3 separate regions of the Zea mays genome follow, and regions 1 and 3 are each linked to region 2. A link is a contact called in public Hi-C data. All regions are on one chromosome and are shown on one strand. Each heading gives the region's core, a stretch centred on a gene start, on an enhancer-like site or on the middle of the called end of the contact. The rest is flanking DNA. Distances are from core to core; before and after follow the strand shown. Region 1 holds the start of LOC103634611 (2,3-bisphosphoglycerate-independent phosphoglycerate mutase). Region 2 holds the start of LOC103634612 (Yos1-like protein). Region 3 holds the start of LOC100280001.

Region 1 (3,133 bases), core at 277-2,776, 190 kb after region 2:
TTGAACGTCACCACGGCGTCTCCGTCCCGCACCGGGCCGACCGGCTCCCCGCTCCCGTCGACTACGACGAAGGGGGGCAGGTACTGGTCGCTGGCCTTCTTGGGGTCCTCCTCCCTCAGCTTCCTCAGGGCCTCGAGCGCGCTCCTGAACCTGTGCGGGGCTTCGCCCAGGACGTGCGCGTCCCAGCCTCGCTTCACGACCTGCCAGTCGTTCTGCAGGAAGACGACGACAGGTAGGTGCTCCGAGTCCGAACCAGAACGTACGGCTGACGAACAGTAGCAGTGTTAGTAGTCAGCGTACCTCGTAACGGTCCATCGTCACATACATCCTGCCACCGCCAGACGCTATTCTCGCATCGACGCCCTTCTCCCGAAGCCTAGCGAGGTCCTCCTCAAGCATCTCCACGAACCTGACGCTGCTGCCGTCCGCCACGTCCCGCCCATCCGTGAGGACGTGCACACGTATCCTCTTCGCCCCGCGCTCGCTAGCACCTTGGAGCAGCAGCTGCACGTCGTACGAGCCAAGACAGAGAAGAAGAAGAAACACGCGACACACAGTACCGGCCGGTCAGCTGCCTCGACCGACCGTCAGAAATCTGTTGCGAGTACGAGCGATGGCATGCAGCGTTCAACGACCGACCTGCAGCTGGTCGAACCTGGAGTGCACGCCTCCGTCGCTGAGCAGGCCGATGAGGTGCAGAGTGCCGTCCTGGAAGGACTGCTGGATGTACTTGAAACCTTCGCCCTCGTATATCTTCCCGGAACCCAGCGCCAGATCGACCAGTTTCGCGCTGCATGTTGTGACCGGCTGACCATTGGCAATTCATTCACTAATAATACGAGTGATTCTTTTTTGCCATGCTTTTTAATTCTGCTTCGGTTTGGCTTTCAGATGGCGTATATGATACGTGTCTAACAAGGGAGCAGAGTGGTAGCTAGCTAGTCGAAGTCGAGGTATAATCTAGTTACCCCTGCGCGTATATCTGTCCCGCTCCGAGCGCATTGTGGCCGACCTCGCTGTTCCCCATGTCGTCGTCCGTCGGCAGCCCCACCGCCGTCCCGTGCGCCTTGATGAGCCTCCATCTCTCCGGAGCTGCCTGCCGCACGTGAGCGCAGAGTTCAGCGAACGCCAGGCCGTGTACGTAACGTAACGTACCTTCTTGAGGGCGTCGAGCGTGGGCGTGTCGGCGACGTGGATGCAGTTGAAGGGGTCGGGCGCCGCCTCGCCCCAGCCGTCCAGCACCACCACGGCCACCGTCCTGCCCTTGGGCAGCCGCGGGTGCGCCGCCAGCTCCCACGGCTTCTCCTCCGCTGCCGGCCTCGTCGCCATGCGATGCGATGCGATCGACTACTGTCTGTCTTCCAGAATCAGAATTGGTGGGTAGAGCTGTGCTGGGTTCTGGCAGCTACTTGCTCGTCGTCGTCGGGTCGGGTTTTGTTGGTGGCCGGCTTCTTTGCTCTGGAAGGCTCTCGGCGCGAATCGAGGTGTTAACCCATGATATGTACACTGTACAGGTGTAACGAACGAGCGTTCTCTCATTTTCTTTTTTCGTGAGACTGCTATCCGTTCTCCTGTAGTACTCGGCGGCTGCGTTGCCCACCTAGCAGTAGCACTTAGTGTTGGAAATATGGGCCGGGCTTTTTGGGTCAGCATGAGCACGGCCTGAAAATAAAAGCCCAAAGCACGGTCTGGTACGAAATAATTTGGACCGAGCTAGCACGGTCCGAAGGTAGGCTTGGGCCGAGCCTCAATTTCTGGCCCATCGGGCTCACGGCACGGCTCGCATAGATGCGTCCGCCTTGGGCCGGCACGGCCTAATTAAGCCCAATCTATTTAATTTAGTAAGATATCAACTTTATATTGTTGTTATATTTAGAGTTTATGTGGTCAAATGATGCTAGAATTGTTTAATATCTTTAATTTAGTAAGCTATGAATTTTATATGGTTTTAATGTTTTGATTTTATGTGGTAAAGTACACGGGCCGGGCTTGGGCCGGCACGATGTAAAGAAGGCACAACGTGGTTTAGAACCGGGTTGTGCCACTGTTTTTACATTTCGGGCTGACACGGCACGACTCAAAAATCTTTTGAGTTTTGTTAGCCTGAAGCCATTTGGCACGAAGCACGATGAGCTTGGACCGGGCTGGTCCGACTCGGTCCAATTCCCAGCACTAGCCCTAGTAGCACTAGCACCTACGAGGCTACGATCCGTGATTTCAAACTCTGTTTCCACGATGTGACGTGGGGTCGCTTGGTCGTCGTGGGCTCGCGGTCTTGCGCTTCAAGGCATTGGCCGAACAAAGTCCAGCCGTTTCGAGGAGCAGCCCAACGGGCTGCGCACAGGGCCCCGAAGAAAGGAAACGGCGGCAGATCGGCCCCTGAAGCCCCGGATCACACGATGTGGCGACTGGCGACGCTGGTACGTGGAGCCCGTCGAGCAACCCGCTGCTGTATTCTTTTTTTTACTAGACTCCAAATAACTGCCGGATGCGAGTAATAACTCCTATAAAATATGATTTACTATGTCGAGATCACATACACAACATGAAAAACATGATGTCACAAAACAACAACAACAACGATAACGCTCAAACCTGTGTGTTGGTTCTCTTGTCTGAAGATATGTGTGGTCGAGATTTCGCTTGGCACGCACGAGAGAGCCAAAACGGCTTACACTTGTCCGGAGGATCCTCTCGTTACAACACTAATAATAACGACGATGATGACAATAATAACCAAACATGGCCTTAAATCTACTCCACGCATGTCAGCACCGGCACACGTGGAGCAATGCATTTGTGTGCGCTCGCTGGCGCGCAACCAAGATTTTTCAGTGCGCGTCCATGCAGCTGGATCGGCTTTCCACCGGTAGGCGTAGCGTAGCTCCCACGATACAAATACATCGAGTGGTCCGAACTTTTTGTATTTTGTCTTTTTATTGGAAAAAATTCACGTTTAGATCTTAAAAAATTTTAATGTTGTTTTTGAACCCTTTGCTCGGCGACATAGACTATGGCGCCGAAGTAACACATCTCGGCGCCATAGGCTATAGCGCCGAGGTACGTGTTGCGCTGCCTCAATTCAGACGACGTGGCGCCGACGTGGCACCGAGCTCGGCGCCAAGATCTATGG
Region 2 (3,186 bases), core at 359-2,858:
CTCAACCTGAGCTAGGAGACAAATGCCTCTAGCTGTAAGCAATATTCAATCGTCAAAAACCACTGAACACTACAATGGTGAAGCAGCAACCATAAAATATACTAGTAATAAGCAACAAATGTGTTAGCAATTCAGAAGTAAAACCAAGAAAAGATGTCCTCACAAACTACATAAGAAATATTTCGAATAAATTGATAACACCATTGCACAATGCTTTGATAGTATAAATGTTTAGAGCCATTTTCTGACCAGAATTAATTTACCAGAAGAAATAACAGAAATTCACATTAGAGTAAAAAATGAACATATTTCCAGCAGCTTTGAGTATTACTAACTTTTACATCATGCTGGAACAGATATCAATCCAACACAACAGTGAAAACTAGATAATGAGCCTCAGCCAGACACCAGTTTCACAACAATGATCAGAACATTGAGTGCTATTAAGGGCATCCTCAGAAATTGTGTAGCATAGATTAGCCCCACGATCTGGCCCTTCAACGACTTCGTTTGCCCATTTCCTGATACTTCAGACATGCTCCATCCCCTTGGAGCGAGAAAGCGGTCTTCATTCAATATAGCCAACGCATTTGCAAGAAGCAAAAAACCCTCCAGCAACGTCCACAAGCCCATTCCTGCAGATCACAGCTCAGTTAATGTTCCTTCTTACACATTATTACCTCCGCAAGCCACCAAGACATAACAATATAGCAAAAGGAAACAGTGCCCTGAAATATACAGGTGACTAGGCAGGAAGATATACTGATACAGAGAGTGTGGCTTCCACACGGCACATGTTCCATGCTTGACATTGTAATTGAGGTGATATCCATAAACCATGCTTGACATTGTAATTGAGGTGATATCCATAAAATTTCAAAGTAAAATACATGGTTCACACTGAGAAATAACTGATCAATTATTCAGTGCTCAGTTCAAGAGCATGTCAGTGGCGGAACTTAATTAAGATCATAGTGGCCATGGCCCCTCCTAAGCTAGAAAACAGTTTCACCACTTTAAGTGATAATAATGGAACGCTAACATACCCCTTCTCCTTACATTCCATATCATATTGGCCCCTCCTACTTTCATGCCCAAGCTCCACTACTAGGAAGACTCAGTAAATGACATGAGTGTACACATGTACACCCGATAAGTTTTGTAAGAAAAAATCGAAGTTAGTGGTATGTATAATATATGTATAAACTTCGTAATTAGATCAGATCCGAATACAAAAGGCTTAGGGCTTGGGTGCTCAGTTTCGCGCGGCAGAGAGGGAAAAGAAGGGGTGGGCGCACCTGGTGGTGGTGTTCGTCGCCGGCGGAGAGGCGAAAGAAAATCTGGCAAAGGGCCCAATGGAGACCAGGGCAACAGGAGGCAGCGGTCGCCCAGTCGTCGCCGAGAGAGAGATCGACGAAGGAAGGAGGGGCGACGGCACGGCCCTACGTACAGCCTGTAAAGGTTTCTTCACGGTGGGGTTGGTTCTACGCGTCACGGCATCAGGTTCGCTAATGTCCGACTCGGGCCAGTTCCCTGCCCAATGCAATCAGGATGGTATAAGCGAGCCCACCTCCACCGATCAAGTGGAAACCAAAACAATCCATTGTTGGCAGGACTGGTCCGTGCGACACATTAAGGGCCCTCCGGTCACTAGCAATATGGGCTTGCAAATGGTATTCTGGTATGAAAAAGGTCTGTTTTGCCTCCCTAGACTATCATAAAAACCACTTCTTTTCCACCAAATATAAGGGTGTTTGAATGCACTAGGGGCTAATTGTTAGTGGCTAAAATTAGCTACATACGTCTAAACACCCTAATTAATATTTCAGCTATTAGCCATTTTTAGTAAAAATATCTACTAGTTAGCTAGTTATTTGTTAGCTAGCTCTACTAACAAATTTTTAGTCAATTAACTATTAGCTCTAGTGCATTCAAACACCTCTAAAACCATAAATAACTTCTCCTTTCTCTCTTAAAATCAGACACTTGACCCCTACCTAATTCCCTTCGTATTTTTATGTTCATTTTAACTAAATCTTTAAAAATCATAGTAATAAAAATCATAAAATAGAAAATATAATTATGTTAGACTTCATATGAATAGATCTACGCAATAATTTAGTATATAGTTTTTATTGTAACTTTATATCTATGTTTTTATGTCATTGATTTATCGCTGCAGTTTCTCTAGTCTTTAGTCTAATTGTGATGATTTTTTTTATGATGGGCTAATCATTGCATATTTGAGTTATAGTAAAAAATATGCTTATTAGATCATATATGATTGAGTTATAGATTTATCTAGGTTTATTTCCATTAAACAGTTTAAAGTAAATAAATATATAACTATGTCATACATGATTCAATGAGCATTATTTTTTTGTTGGACTCGATATGAGTGGTCCAATTGTAAACATATGATATGATATAATTTAGTACAAAGTTTTAATTGTATCTTTAGAGCTATGATTTTTATGTAATTAATTCGTATTTGCAAATTTTATGGTCAAACTTTGGTAAAAATTTATGGGAGGTTAATCATTCCAAGCTTGAGATATAGAAAAACCATCATTAAGAAATAGTCACAAAGCTAGTGTCGGTAGAGTTCACCAAAGAGATCATCTAGAGTGGATCGCAACCCTATGCTAGTGAGTGACAGATGTGTATCGACTATATGGACCAAACTAGGCATTGTGTGAAGGATTCCTTCGGTCTACCTCACATCAACCAAATTGTACACAATATTGTGGTTGTGCTCTACTCTCCTTTGTTGATTGCTACTTAGGCTACCAGCATATCACCCTCAAAAAAGAAGATCAATAAAAGACTTTGTTTATTACACCTTTTGGTGCATATTGTCACACTACAATATTCTTTAGGACACATGTGCTATTCAAGATTGCTTGAGTACTCAAATTAGGTACAATGCGTAAGTTTACATGGATGATGTGGTTATCGAAACCCTAATTCCTTAGTCCCTAATTGAAACTTGAGTGTGACCTTTGCAAATTTGTGAAGACTTCGATGGAAGCTTAACTTGACCAAGTGCACCATTAGTGTAGAATTAGAGACCTTACTCGACTTTATCATCAACCATCATGGTACCAAAGCCAATCTGAAGTAGGTGGCATGCGCGGTCGAATTCGCTCTATTGTCTGCTACTGACACAACCGAGGTTTTGCCATT
Region 3 (3,601 bases), core at 142-2,641, 260 kb after region 2:
TTCTTAACCCACACATACATTAGGAAATGAAATATATCAATAAAATCAAATAAAGAATCCGATGTAAATAAGCTTTTGATGCACATAGGTTTAGGGATGAAAACGGACGGAAAAACCCCTCTCCCGTTTCCATATCCGCATTTTATCATCGGAAATGGGATCAGATCCGAATAGTCGGCAATGGAAACGGGAGCGGGATAAACGGAATTGCGAAAACGAACGGAAATGGAAATACTATCGAAAACTCATAATTTAATACAAATAAAAATGTTATTGATGTTTGACTAGTGATTGATTGGCAGAACAATAACATAAAACAAATAGATATAGAGAGGCAACATTCTATTGTTGTTTGGTTGCTAAATGTGTATATTTAGCTACATCCGATGTTGTTTAAGACTTTAGATCACTTGTCATTTGAAAAGAGCCGGTGGTTACAATGGCCAATGTGCTATAATTTGTCACCTAAATACACGAGGATTTAGTTACTAATACATATTAGGCTCGTCCCATATTTGTCAAATACGGAACAAATACAGGTTAAATCTGGAAAAAAAGGGGATCCCGCAAAAACGGACAGAATAAGCCCTCTCCCGTTGCTGTCTCGTTTCCATATTTTTCCTTAAATACGGAAACGGTTGTGTCAAATGTAGAAAACGGTACGGGTCGAGACGGGATTTTTCCGTCCGTTTTCAACCCTACATAGGTTGTACAAACTAACAAAGTTTTTTTAAAAAATAAAAACGTACATATTCTTTCCACTCTACTCTAATTATATACAAAATTTCAAGTTCAATTTATATTACATAAAATTTAATAAAAAGGTAAAATTTCTAACAAGTTTAAATTAAATTAGAAAATCGGCTAAAATGTTCTTTTTTACTACAGCTAAAATATAACAATTTGAAATTTGAAATTTTATATATAATTGGAGTACGGTGGAAAGGTGGAAAGAATATGTATGGTTTTTTTAAAAAAATTGTGAACTTTGTTAATTATATACCATCTATATGCACTATAGTCTTATATGACCCAAATATGTTCTCATGCTATAAACGCTTATCACACTTTATTAGAGGAGCTACCGCAGGATATCCGTGTTGACCCCACTATCGATGATCTTAAATTTTAATTTGAGTCTGCAGCGGTAAGTGAATAACCAGCAAAGAGCAAATCCAAATGCGTGAAAATGGGTGAAAGCTGAACCAAATAAAAAAAAACAGTAGTAAGTGATAAATTTGCTAAAGCGAAAAGAAAAGAGACGCATTCCGGAAAAACGTTTTATTATTCCTTCATTCACAAGCCCGCACACACACACTCGTCCCTTGCCTTCCCCTCCGTCTCCAATCTCCCCTCCACCGTTCGACGCTCTCCCCTTGCTTCTCGCGCACACTAACCAATTCGAGCACCCGACGCCGCGGCCCCGATCGAATCCACCGGAGCCGCCCGCCTGGGGCCCGCCCGCGCCATTGCTCGAATCGGGAGGCATTCGTCCGCCCGCGCTGCTGCCCCGCGCCGTGGCGGTGGCGTTGGCGGTATGTACGACCGCTAGAAGGAGAGGAGGAGGCGGCATTAGTGGTGGGGATTAGGCGGCGGCACTGCTGGTGCCGGGAGGAGGAGGAGGCGTAGCCCATGAAGGCGACGGCGCCGCCGGCGAAGCGGCGGAGGGGCCCGCGGCTGGCGGTGCTGGCGCTCGTGTTCTGTTCGCTGCTCGTGCCGATCGCCTTCCTCTTCAACCGCTTCCCCGCCGGTGAGTCCTCTGTTGTGTCCCCGTCATGACCCCCTGATTTGGGGGGAATGCAGGCTTCGGCGCAGATCGGATCAGTGCCGTGCCACACGGATCTGTTCCTCGGAGCTTTGTTCCCTGTGTAGCGTGTCGTTTTAGCAATTTTGTTGTTGCGCTCTTGTTTATTGGGATTTTTCGTCGGTTCGATTTCTGATTAGCTCGACCGTCTTTTGTTGTGCAGTATATGTGACAGATGAGCGCCCTCAGCAGGTACCTGCATTTTTTTCTCTTAAAATACTGTATGCAAATTTTCGTTTATTTTTATGACGTTTCAAAGAAAATATGCATGGATGTGTTACTTTGTGTTTGCCTTGTTTGTGTTTAATGCAGGAGATTGACTTGCCTTCGTTCGATCGTGTGGTATTTGAAAATGGTGGCTCTGTAAATGAAGTAAGGCGCGACAGTGCTTGTGTTAGTGTTGTCAGTGATTAGCTTTTTAAACCATGCATCTGTCAGTAGCTTGGTGGTTGTAGACATGATCATGTGCCGTAGGATTGTATTTGTTCTTCCGCTTGTATCTGTTTTTAGCTGTTGTTCTTATTTGCTCCCTTTTGCCAACACTAGTCATAAACTCATAATTAGAGAGGCCTACTAGCAGTCTAGCACCAGCAGATTGTCCTTCAGTCCAAAAAACGATGTTCTAGGATTGTTCTTAGTCAAACTATCCTAACCTTGACTAAATTTTCAGAGAAAGGACTTCAAATTTTAGCTTTGAACTGCATTGAGTGCGGGGTCACTTGTGCAACTATTGTAGGGCAACATTCTGTTCTTCATATTACTTAGCACCTCTACAGCTCAGAAAATTCTGACAACACAGCTTAGAAACTAATTGCATTGAGTGCGGGGTCACTTGTGCAATTATTGTTCCATTTTTTCTCCACTTCTTAACATAGTGCCATCGTATTGGTTGTCAGCAGTGTTGAGCCATTGCGTATACCATTTAAAAAAATGTGGTTCAGGGTTATGTATTTACATCCAATTGGTTGTTGTTTAATTGTGCATAACTCTCAAATAAGTGGTGGGAAAAAGAAAACCAGAAAGTTCTCTGTAGCTTATTGGTTTTTGGTTTTTACTGGAGGTGAGCACATTTTAGTTGAAAAACATGGAATTCAACGAGCTTCAAGAAATCATTGGGAATTCATCAATTATTATGTTTGTTGGCTATTAGAGCCAAGTTGTACAATTGAATGTTCACAAAAAACAAATTTGTTCACTAAATCCAACCGCTAGAAACCATCCCACAGAAATATACATTTGATATATCCGCTTCACTAGTCACGTATCCTAGATTTAAAAAAAACTCGGCCGGTAGGGGAAAGACCACCCTCACAGTTGGAGCCCCTAGAAAGATCACGAAAGCTCTCTCTCCCCCCTCCCCGTGCAGCATAAGGGTCTGCCCCCTATAGGTCAGATCTGTACCCATGCTTGAGTCCTCCTAGCCCCTACACGAGGATCCACCCCTATAGGTTAGTCCATTTCGTGCGCACACAACCAGAGAAATCAACGAGTGACCTTTTTTAACCCCAGCCTGAAATTCGCTCTCACTGGGATTCAAACTCAGGACCTGATGAGTGCTACTCAAACCACCTAACCAACTCAACTAGAGACCCTTTCGCTAGTCTTGTCGTGAACTATGATAGGAAAAATACATATATATTGTTAAAACATTATTTCCGTTTTTAAGTATTTACTACATTACTTAACATCTCTCATGTTTATATTGAAGTCCTTAATCCTTTCTTCTCTTCCTGTTTTTCAGGATGTGTCCAAGAAGACTTCCAGGAGCACTAGTGTGTCGCACCGTGGTATTGATAG

The links. Hi-C and Micro-C count contacts between places; a contact is called where the count stands out from the background.
Region 1: a Hi-C map of ear shows a contact between it and region 2, with 3 times the contacts expected there. The contact joins the promoter of LOC103634611 here to the promoter of LOC103634612 in region 2. A contact is called at or near these places in 7 of 25 Hi-C or Micro-C datasets (bundle sheath, ear, endosperm and 3 more).
Region 3: a Hi-C map of ear shows a contact between it and region 2, with 2.1 times the contacts expected there. The contact joins the promoter of LOC100280001 here to the promoter of LOC103634612 in region 2. A contact is called at or near these places in 3 of 25 Hi-C or Micro-C datasets (ear, leaf and tassel).

Annotation. Positions count from the first base shown.
Region 1 is chr1:54,622,569-54,625,701 of Zm-B73-REFERENCE-NAM-5.0, reverse strand. LOC103634611 (2,3-bisphosphoglycerate-independent phosphoglycerate mutase) reads right to left here and starts at 1,526. Exons shown (of 9, transcript XM_008657076.4): 1 at 1,156-1,526; 2 at 969-1,096; 3 at 640-790; 4 at 301-504; 5 at 1-212. The coding sequence starts at 1,329.
Region 2 is chr1:54,814,046-54,817,231 of Zm-B73-REFERENCE-NAM-5.0, reverse strand. LOC103634612 (Yos1-like protein) reads right to left here and starts at 1,608. Exons shown (of 2, transcript NM_001329111.1): 1 at 1,299-1,608; 2 at 259-635. The coding sequence starts at 633. The coding sequence ends at 397.
Region 3 is chr1:54,558,343-54,561,943 of Zm-B73-REFERENCE-NAM-5.0, reverse strand. It overlaps LOC100280001, which reads left to right and starts at 1,391. Exons shown (of 9, transcript NM_001361013.1): 1 at 1,391-1,750; 2 at 1,968-1,996; 3 at 2,117-2,176; 4 at 3,546-3,601. The coding sequence starts at 1,633.